Linked DNA regions of Gossypium hirsutum: region 2 is linked to region 1. Evidence: chromatin contacts called from public Hi-C data. All regions are on one chromosome and are shown on one strand. The core of a region is the stretch at or near the end of the contact, and the rest is flanking DNA. Distances in the headings are between cores, read along the strand shown. Region 1 holds the start of LOC107945516 (pentatricopeptide repeat-containing protein At2g22070). Region 2 holds the start of LOC107926061 (transcription factor TGA1).

The links. Hi-C and Micro-C count contacts between places; a contact is called where the count stands out from the background.
Region 2: a Hi-C map of leaf shows a contact between it and region 1, with 6 times the contacts expected there. The contact joins the promoter of LOC107926061 here to the promoter of LOC107945516 in region 1. A contact is called at or near these places in 15 of 34 Hi-C or Micro-C datasets (callus, fibers, hypocotyl and 3 more).

What each region holds. Positions count from the first base shown.
Region 1 is chrA12:54,211,428-54,215,970 of Gossypium_hirsutum_v2.1, forward strand. It overlaps LOC107945516 (pentatricopeptide repeat-containing protein At2g22070), which reads right to left and starts at 2,547. Exons shown (of 2, transcript XM_016879562.2): 1 at 1,608-2,547; 2 at 1-1,499. The coding sequence starts at 2,349. The coding sequence ends at 1.
Region 2 is chrA12:55,108,747-55,113,289 of Gossypium_hirsutum_v2.1, forward strand. LOC107926061 (transcription factor TGA1) reads right to left here and starts at 2,728. Exons shown (of 9, transcript XM_016856871.2): 1 at 2,377-2,728; 2 at 1-228. The coding sequence starts at 155.

The sequences.
Region 1 (4,543 bases), core at 1,297-3,796:
CTACCAATAGTCACGGCAAGAACAGAAACCATCCTTGAAATGGTGAAAACGGGTAGCATCTCTTACAATAATTTCTCTTCCAGAGAGTTTGGATATAAATTTAATGGCAGAGTGGCAATCATTACAGACTCTGAGGTTTTTCATGATCCTCAAAGTGGTGTTCTCTGGGGTGCTTATTAGTGCAAAAGCAATGGCCAATTTCTCACTATGATGTCTAAGCATCTGCTCCTTTACTTCCTCCTCAAGGTCATGTAACACTGATTGAGTGTCTGGAACAAAGCCCATCTTTTTTATATCTTCCCATATCTTTGCCATCATCTTGTAGATTTCATCTTTCTGTGGGTGAAGCCCATCCTCAGCTCCGAAGACATGGAATTTGTTCTTTATCTGAACCCAACTTATTCCCTGTTCTTTCTTTACCCCTCCATCCTTCATTAACTTGCGAATTTTTGCAGCATCGTCCCACTTTCCACAAACTGAATACAAATTAGCTAGGGCTGAGTAGGCCCCACTGTTGTCAGGGTCAATAAGGAGCAATCTTTCAGCTGCAACCTTTCCAAGGTCTACATTCTTATAAACCTTACAAGAAGATAAGAGCGAACCCCAAGTTACAACATCTGGTTCAATGGGCATTTTTTCAATAAAATCATATGCCTCTTGTATCAATCCAGCTCGCCCAAGAAGGTCAACCATCAGTGCATAATGGCTTAGCGTAGGTTCAATCTTGTGAAAATCTTTCATCATATTATAATACCTACTACCCTGTTCAACCAGCCCCACATGTGTACAAGCAGAGAGTACACCTACATATGTTATATGGTCAGGCTTAATTCCAGCTGCCAACAACTTTTCAAAATGCTCAAGGGCTTCTTCTCCAAGACCGTGTTGAGCAAGAGCCATTATCATAGATGTCCAAGATACAATATCTCTGAACCAGTATATCCGATTGAATACTTTCCTTGCACAATTAATGCTTCCAACTCTAGCATACATCGTAATTAGAGCATTGTTCACAGAAACCAAGGATGCTTGACCAGTTCTTATTGCAATTGCATGAATTTCTTTGCCATGATTCAATGAAGTCAAGCTTGAACTGACACTCAACATAGCTGCCAGAGTGAAGTTATTTGGTTTAGGACCATCTCTGACCATTAACCTAAAAAGCTCCACTGCATCAGTATTCAAGCCATTCTGCAAGTATCCAACAATCATGGCAGTCCAAGCAACTACATCACGGTCTTTCAGTGAGTCAAATATCTGCCTAGCTGGTTTTAAATCTCCAAGCTTAACATATCCATCCAGCAAAGATGTAAATGCAATAATATCAAGGCGTGAAATCCCACTCTGCTCTACAATCTTTTGAGCAATTTGAACCCCACCTGACTTTGCATACATTGAGATCAAGGCATTTCCTACTGGCCCATATGTATTGAAGTTGGTGCTAGCAATACGAGCATGGATTTGTTTCCCAAGTTTCAACATCTCAAGGTTGGCACAAGCTGATAACGCATTAATAAACGTGAATTTATCAGGAAGCAACAAAGAATCCCTCAGCATATTACTAAATGTACATAAAGTATCAAAATCATGCCCAAGTTGATTGTAACCTGCAATCATCGAATTCCATGTCACTATATCTCTTTCACTCATCCTTTCAAATTGTCCACGTGCAAGATCAACTCGTCCATGCTGCATATGCAACGAAATCATAACATTCCAACTCGATGTGTTCCTATATTCCATCCTATCAAAAATAACTCTTGTCATCATTGGATCACCAGACTTAGCATACATATTTAACAAAGAGTTAACTACACTAACATAACTACTAAGCCCAAACTTGACGACGAGAGAATGTACCTCTCGACCAATATCTAAAGCTTTAATAGCAGCGCATGATGCAAGAACACTAGTAATCGTGTATTGCGTTGGTATTACTCGTTCCTTAATCATTTTATCAAACAATTTTATGGCACTTTGAAAACGACCCATCTGATTGTACCCCATAATAATCGTGCTCCAGGAAACAGAATCACGATCCGGTATCTTACGAAAAATTTCAGTAGCTTCAGACATTTTAGCCCGTCTGGAATAAGATGATAAAAGGGTATTCCACGTGAAAATAGTTTTGACAGGCATTTCGTCGAACAATAACTGAGCATCGGAAAAGCACCCAGTTCTGGAGTAAAAATTCATGAGATTGTTGAGTAAGATGACACTAAAGTGAAGCCCAGATTTGATAACTCGGGCGTGGACCAATTTCCCGGCTAAGAGGTCATTGGATTTGAGGCTTTCTTGGAGGAGACGAGCGTTGTGATATGATAAAGAGAATGGGTCTGGGATGTTCATTTAGTTATCGTATTTGAAGAATAAATTCAATTAAGAATAATTACAAGGTTTTGGTTTTGGTTTTGGTTTTGGTTTTGGTTTTGGTTTAAATTGAATGTTTCTAATTCATTGAGACTTGACCTTCCAAAAACAAAAAAAGCAACTTCTTCTTTGTAACATGGTGTCATTTCGACCCGAGCCCACTTTCAGGGTTCTCAACGGTTCGGGATTCGAAAAAAGAGACCGGGAATAATGAACTCGACGTGAATCGAACCTGCAACCTTCTGAACTGAAGACTACCATTGCGCCACGACCACGGGTGGTAACAAAAGCAGGATGGCTTAAATTAAAAAAATATAGTGTCTGCATATTTGAAGCATACAGCAAAAGAATGCCATTTAATAGTCAATTTTCGTTACTGGAATGCTTGAAATCATGTTATTCAGATCTTTTAAAATAATTTATATAATACTTGTGTTTGTTTTGCAATATATATAAATATCAAGTATATGCTTCACAAAAATTTAAAGCATATTGAATTTTACTAACATGTTGCACATAAATTATTAAATTATTGATTTTTATTAATTTTTCACTTATAAATTATTAAACTGTAAATTTTTATATTAACCAATGTTACTCAAAATTTGTAAGTTAAAATATTCCCTTTTCGAAATCATATATACAAAAGTAAGGTTTTCTTTGAAATGACATTATTGGTTATCCCACATCTAAACGGTTTTTAATATTATAAACTTACATAATTTTCATTAAAACTACAAGTTATGTTTATGCAAGGAAATGTGCAAAAATTACGTTGTTGTTTCCTCCATTTAAGATAAAACATCCATATTTAAGCAAAAAGTAATTATAAATTATTGCCTAAGTATATGAAAGAAAATAAAAAGGAAATATTTACATTTATATATTATATTAATAAATTTAATAATTTAATTATTGAAATATTAATAGTAAATAATTATAAATATCTATATATATAATAATTAATTTGTCGTTTTTCCTATGAGATGGATCGATAATATAACAAAAATGACAATTATTTAAGTATTTCTTTATGCAACTTGGATTAAGAGATAAATTAGTAATTAATAGTAATTTATAATATTCAAAAGCATTAAATTATACATATTATGCACATTTAAAGATTTTTGGAAAAGAAAAAAAATGCTCTCGTCTTCTTCGGTTTCTACTGCAGACAGGAATGAAGAAGGTGATTCTCTTCTTGAGGATTCTAATACAAAGAAGGTTCGATTTAAGGAGTCGGACATGATTCCTGAAGATGTGATGGTTGTAGAGCCATAACCAATGCCTTCTATGTCATGGAAGGATATGCTAGTGGGGAAAGAAACTATTGTTCAAAATAATACAAGTGATGGTCAATTTTTTGCTGATAATTTCTCTCTCACAAAGCAGAATGTCAAGAAATCTTTTGTTGATGGTGTTCCTTCCATTGATTTCTTGGAGAGAGTATATCAGCTTTTGGAAAAGGAAATGTTAACCTCTGTGGTACTCAAAATGTTGGGACGAAACCTTGGTATCATGACTCTGCATAATAGATTACATGGGATTTGGAGACTGTCTAAGCCTTTTCAATTAATGGATATTGAGAATGGTTACTTTCTTGCAAAATTTCAGAGCACTGACGACTATGACAAGATTCTATCTTAGGGTCCGTGAGTTATTTTTGGTCATTACCTAACCGTCCAACCCTGGACGATCGATTTCAATCCTAGTTTACCTTACCCTAATATGGTCCTCGCATAGATACGTTTTCCTGGTCTTCCCAATCATTTATACAAAAAACAGATTCTTACGAAGATTGGGGGAATGATAGGTAAAGTAACAAAATTAGACTTTAACACAGGTAACAGACCGCGAGGTTGTTACGCTCGCATGGTAGTTTATGTCAATTTAAGGCGACCATTAATCTCTAAGATTCTCAACAATGGTAGCCCTCAAAGGATCGAGTACAAAAACCTACCTGTGGTTTGCTTTAATTGTGGTTGCTATGGACACGCCAAGGAAACTTATCCATCAGTTCGCACAATCCCCAGGGGCGAAAGAGAAGGGTGAGACGTCAGAAATAAATTCTGTAATTCCTGCAGTGGTTGGAGAAAGAGACTATGGTCCCTAGATGCTGGTGGAGTTGAAGACCAAGTGTGGCACCTTGGATGGGATCAAAAAGGGAAACAAT
Region 2 (4,543 bases), core at 1,478-3,977, 900 kb after region 1:
TTTTCTAGCTTATTATCCACTTCAACAATCACTGATGCAGATATACTGGGATTGCCAATACTCTTGAAATTTTCCCCCCACATGCCAATCTGGTGGATAGGCTGATAGGTACCCATTATTCTTGAAGGCACAAACTGGGTGGATGGAAAGTCCATGCTTCTGGAATTGATAATGGTGGCAGCTTTTGTACAAGTTAGATTGATATTATAGGCATTGAGAGCTTAAAGTCTGGATAGAAACAAGACATAGGTATGTATAAGCTTGGGGAGAAGCACAAAACGAACAGGCAACAAAGAATATAATTATAAAAGCTAATCACAAAGATGCTGCGTATTTGAGGACAACCCCAATCGGATAAATGGCATTTTCAATTGAGAATCACCCTTTGATAAATCAATAGATTTAACTAAAGGAGAAAAGCATGTTCAAAAACATATTTTATTTCCTAAATATCATACTGACAACAAGCTCACTAGAATCAATTATCTCTTTGAGAAAGCAAATAAAAGAATTTCATGAAAGAAAAATTAGAAGGAAAAAAAAAACATTCGTGATTTAAATCAAAAGTAACGATTGCATTAGTCCTATTAGAATTAGGGAAATAAAAAGCTTCGACTAAAATATAGAACTCATCTATGTACGAAAAATTGGAAGAGAAATGGTAGATTTTCAAGATTAAAATTGTAAGCAAATCTTGTTAAAAATGGTCCCCATAATGGTACAGATAGAATAAACCATCAAAGAGAGTGTAACCAGTCTTAGTGACCTCTTCAATGGCACCATTGAAGTTTATTTAAAGAATTCAACATCTTATAAAGAAAATAACAGAAAATCCCTTACTCCCATCATGGCACTCAAACAAACATGGCATGAACGCAAGTGTAAACAACTAAATTGTAATTCCTAACTGTAAGAATGAAAAAGAAGTAAATGCTACCAACAAATAGAAAGAAAAATATCGCCCCAATCTAAACTTTGATTTTCAGCTTCAACTTCAATTCAAAAGAATCATTTAAAAGCTCCTATGCAAGTATCACAGCTTCAACAAACCAGGACACAGCTGCAAGCTCCTATAATCTTTCTTTCCGTTTCCCCCTTTGCATTACTTGTTCTATCATCAAGTTAAAGTTCCCACTCCCTCCCCAGTCTAATTCAGTCATAATAACCTTTGAAGATACTTAATACCGTGCATCGGCAATTAGACCCTTTTATTTGGACATATAGAAGCCTAACAGTTAAGGAAGATAAAGCTATGCTGCATAGTAGGATCGGCAACAGCATTGATTGCTGTGCAAGGTCACAGATAATAGAGAATAGTTAGTAAAGGATGGACAATGACATCTTTTTGTGCTTCCTCGGCCTGTTTATGATTCCACTAAAGAGCAATCAATTACGCAAAATCAACTTGAATTTAGTGCTTTCTTCTCAGAAAACACAGATTATTTGTATCCAAGTGTGAGAAAAGATTGAAAACCAATTATGATTCTCCTCTACCCAGCTCAGTCTTAAGCTGTCAACTGTTTTCATTATTGGAGCTCACTGTTCACTTGTCTCTTATGTTCATGGTGGACCTATTGCTACTCCTGTTCCTAGTCCTAAAATTCTTCGTTACCATCAAAACTAGCAAGATTTTCTTCCATAGGACCTTTCTTAATATGCACAAAACAAATAACAAAACTTGCAGAAAAAATAGTTTCTTCTGCTTCAAAAGTAGATTGCATAGCACTGAAACAATTGTAGATCCTAGCAAAATCGCAACAGGTTGAATAAAACAAAGAAGAATTCAAAGAAAACCCAAAACATTTAAATAAAATTATGCATAAGCATATGAATATGGATAAGGAAGAATTGCGAGCTTCTATTTGAGTCATTCAAAATGGAAAAAAGAAAAAAGAAAAAAGAAGCAAACCCCGAAAATCAAATCTGAAAGGAAACATGATTAATAATCAATATTTATCCCATCTATTTTTTCACCTCTGAACAAAAGTTCCACAAAAAAAAAATCATCCAAGATAGAGAAAAGAGAAATAAAAGATGCATAGCTAACAATTAAATGCTAAACCCAGAACCAATGAAATTAGCCAAAAAAGTAAATGAATAAAAATCCATTTCCTTAACCCCAAAAAATTTCAATACTTCTCTTAATTTACATCTTACATAAAAACAAAAATAACAGAGAAAACTCCAATTAAACCGAAAAAAAGTTTAATTCAAAGGAAAAACACAATACTTGAAAACACCCTGTGTTTAAACAACTTAACCAGTTTTTGAATGTTATATTTTTGTGTTATTTTTCTCCCCCAACTCTCCCGGAAACCAAACACCCACCAAAATTTTTCAAAAAAGAGACAAGAAGAAGAAAACGGAAAAACCAACCTTCTCGTTTGAAGGGTCGTTAGAAAGGGTTTCCCGCTAAAATTATAGGTCCAAAAACAGCACAAAAAAAAAAGAGTTGAAATTAAACAGGCAATGGCTCCTTCTTGTATCTGAAATCGCCCTCTGTCTCATCACTCCTAACATCAATCCTACAGAGAGCACCACACCTTAATACACCCCATTCAAACTGTTCCACCAATCTTTTATATTTTCTTTTTAAAATATTCTTTTTTTTTCTACTAATAATATTTTGTATTCTTCCGTATAAATTTCTTTTTCTAATTATCACTTTGCATTTTTCTGTGTGTTATCGTGATCTTACACAATATACTGAGTCGACAGCAATACCATTAACAATTTTTACATTATATTAAAAAAAACAAATTTATTAATTATTAAAGAATTGCCCATCTTTCCACTATCGCTAATGTGCGCACCAGGTGGCTTCTTATCCCACGCACCCCTCCCTCTTAACCTACGCTTATCCTTCTTCCCTTCCTTGTCTTGATAACTCACGTCATTTTTCCCGGCGAAATTTGTTTTTGTTTTTGTCTTTAGTGGGAAGTTAGGTTTAAGCGCTTGGTGAGAGCGTGGGAGGGAAATTCAGGCGAAGTGGTTGACGCGTGCGTGTAACCACCTCACAAGGAGCGTGGAAAGTGGTTTTAAAGTTTTTTGTTTCGATTTTATGCTTTTGGTGGTGGGATGGTAACGGCTATTCCATTGAGAAATTCGGGGGTAGGGACGGGTAACGAAAAGAATATGTGAGCTTATTAATATTTGATATACTGAGATTCTCTAAGGACAGTATTGGAAATTTAAAATAAAAAAGAATTTGAATCTTCTTGGAAGAATAACGAACATGTTTTGCCCATTTCTAAAATATATAAGATGGATGTGCAGGAAGCTTTGGTATACTTACTTTAGACTCAAGTTTAGGGTATTTTAACATCAAACTTTGTAGGTGAATATATTATAGATGAGTTTTTTTCTGTTGTTATAAATTCACTTTAGCACTCTTTTATTTTTAACTATTATATTTATTTAAAATATTTAAATATGTATTAGAAATAGTGCCATAAATATAGAAACTAATGTGTATTTAAAAATAATATACAATAAGTCTGCTTTTTAGCATGTTTCTGTCTATCGTCGTTGGCAGGTTCTTGCTTGTAGGTTTATGTTAGTTTTATGGTTCTCTTGAAGGATCTTGACGGCACTATTTGTATCAGGGGTTCTAATTTTATTATCTTCGCCGATTCGCTAGTTTAGTGGTAGATATATTTCAATGAAAAGAGATTTAGCTGCGTTGTCTTTGGATGATGAGGAAGAGGAAATTATACATATTCAAAAAGAGCTTGATTTGAGTATGGAGGAAGTTGAATTTTGTTTAGCGGGGTGTTTTTTAACAACAAGCGTTATACACTTTCCAGCAATGAAGAGTATAATGGCAAATTTCTGGCATCCGGTAAAAAGGGTTCAAATCTTGGATCTAGCGGAGAAAAGATTTTTGTTTAGATTTTACTATAAAATGGATCTGGAGAGGGTACTTAAGGGGTCCCTGTGGACTTTTAATAATCATCTGTTGATTTTGTACCATTTGAGGGATAATTTTTTGGTACAAATTCATGAAGTACCCCGGGGTTTTTCTCTGAAGTATTGGCAAGGAAAATTGGAGATTTTCTTAGAAAATTTTTAGAGTATGATAGTTCAAATATAAGGAAGAATTTGCTCTTATCTCAGTTTTAAATATGAACAATTGACTCTGTTTTGTTTCTTTTGTGGACGGTTAGAGTATAGTGATTTTTTTTTTCATTCTACTATGGAGTTAGGATTTAAAGTTACTTTAGCACATTCGAATTCACGTCCTCTTACATTGACAACAAAGTCCATGCTAATTGAACTAAGACTCAATCGACAGATAAAGGTAATCTAATTTAATTCAATTATCAATATATGATTTCCCAAGTGATATAATCAACATAGCTCAAATAATTAGTCCAATAAATTGCCGATACCTTAAATATGAAAATTGTCTCTATATAAATTTTGTGGGCAAGGGAGTGGGCACTCCTCCCTTTAGTACCAAATTATCAGTCTCATATTTTTCAACAAATATAATGATATATATATTGAAATATATATTTCATCATATAATTACATATTTATT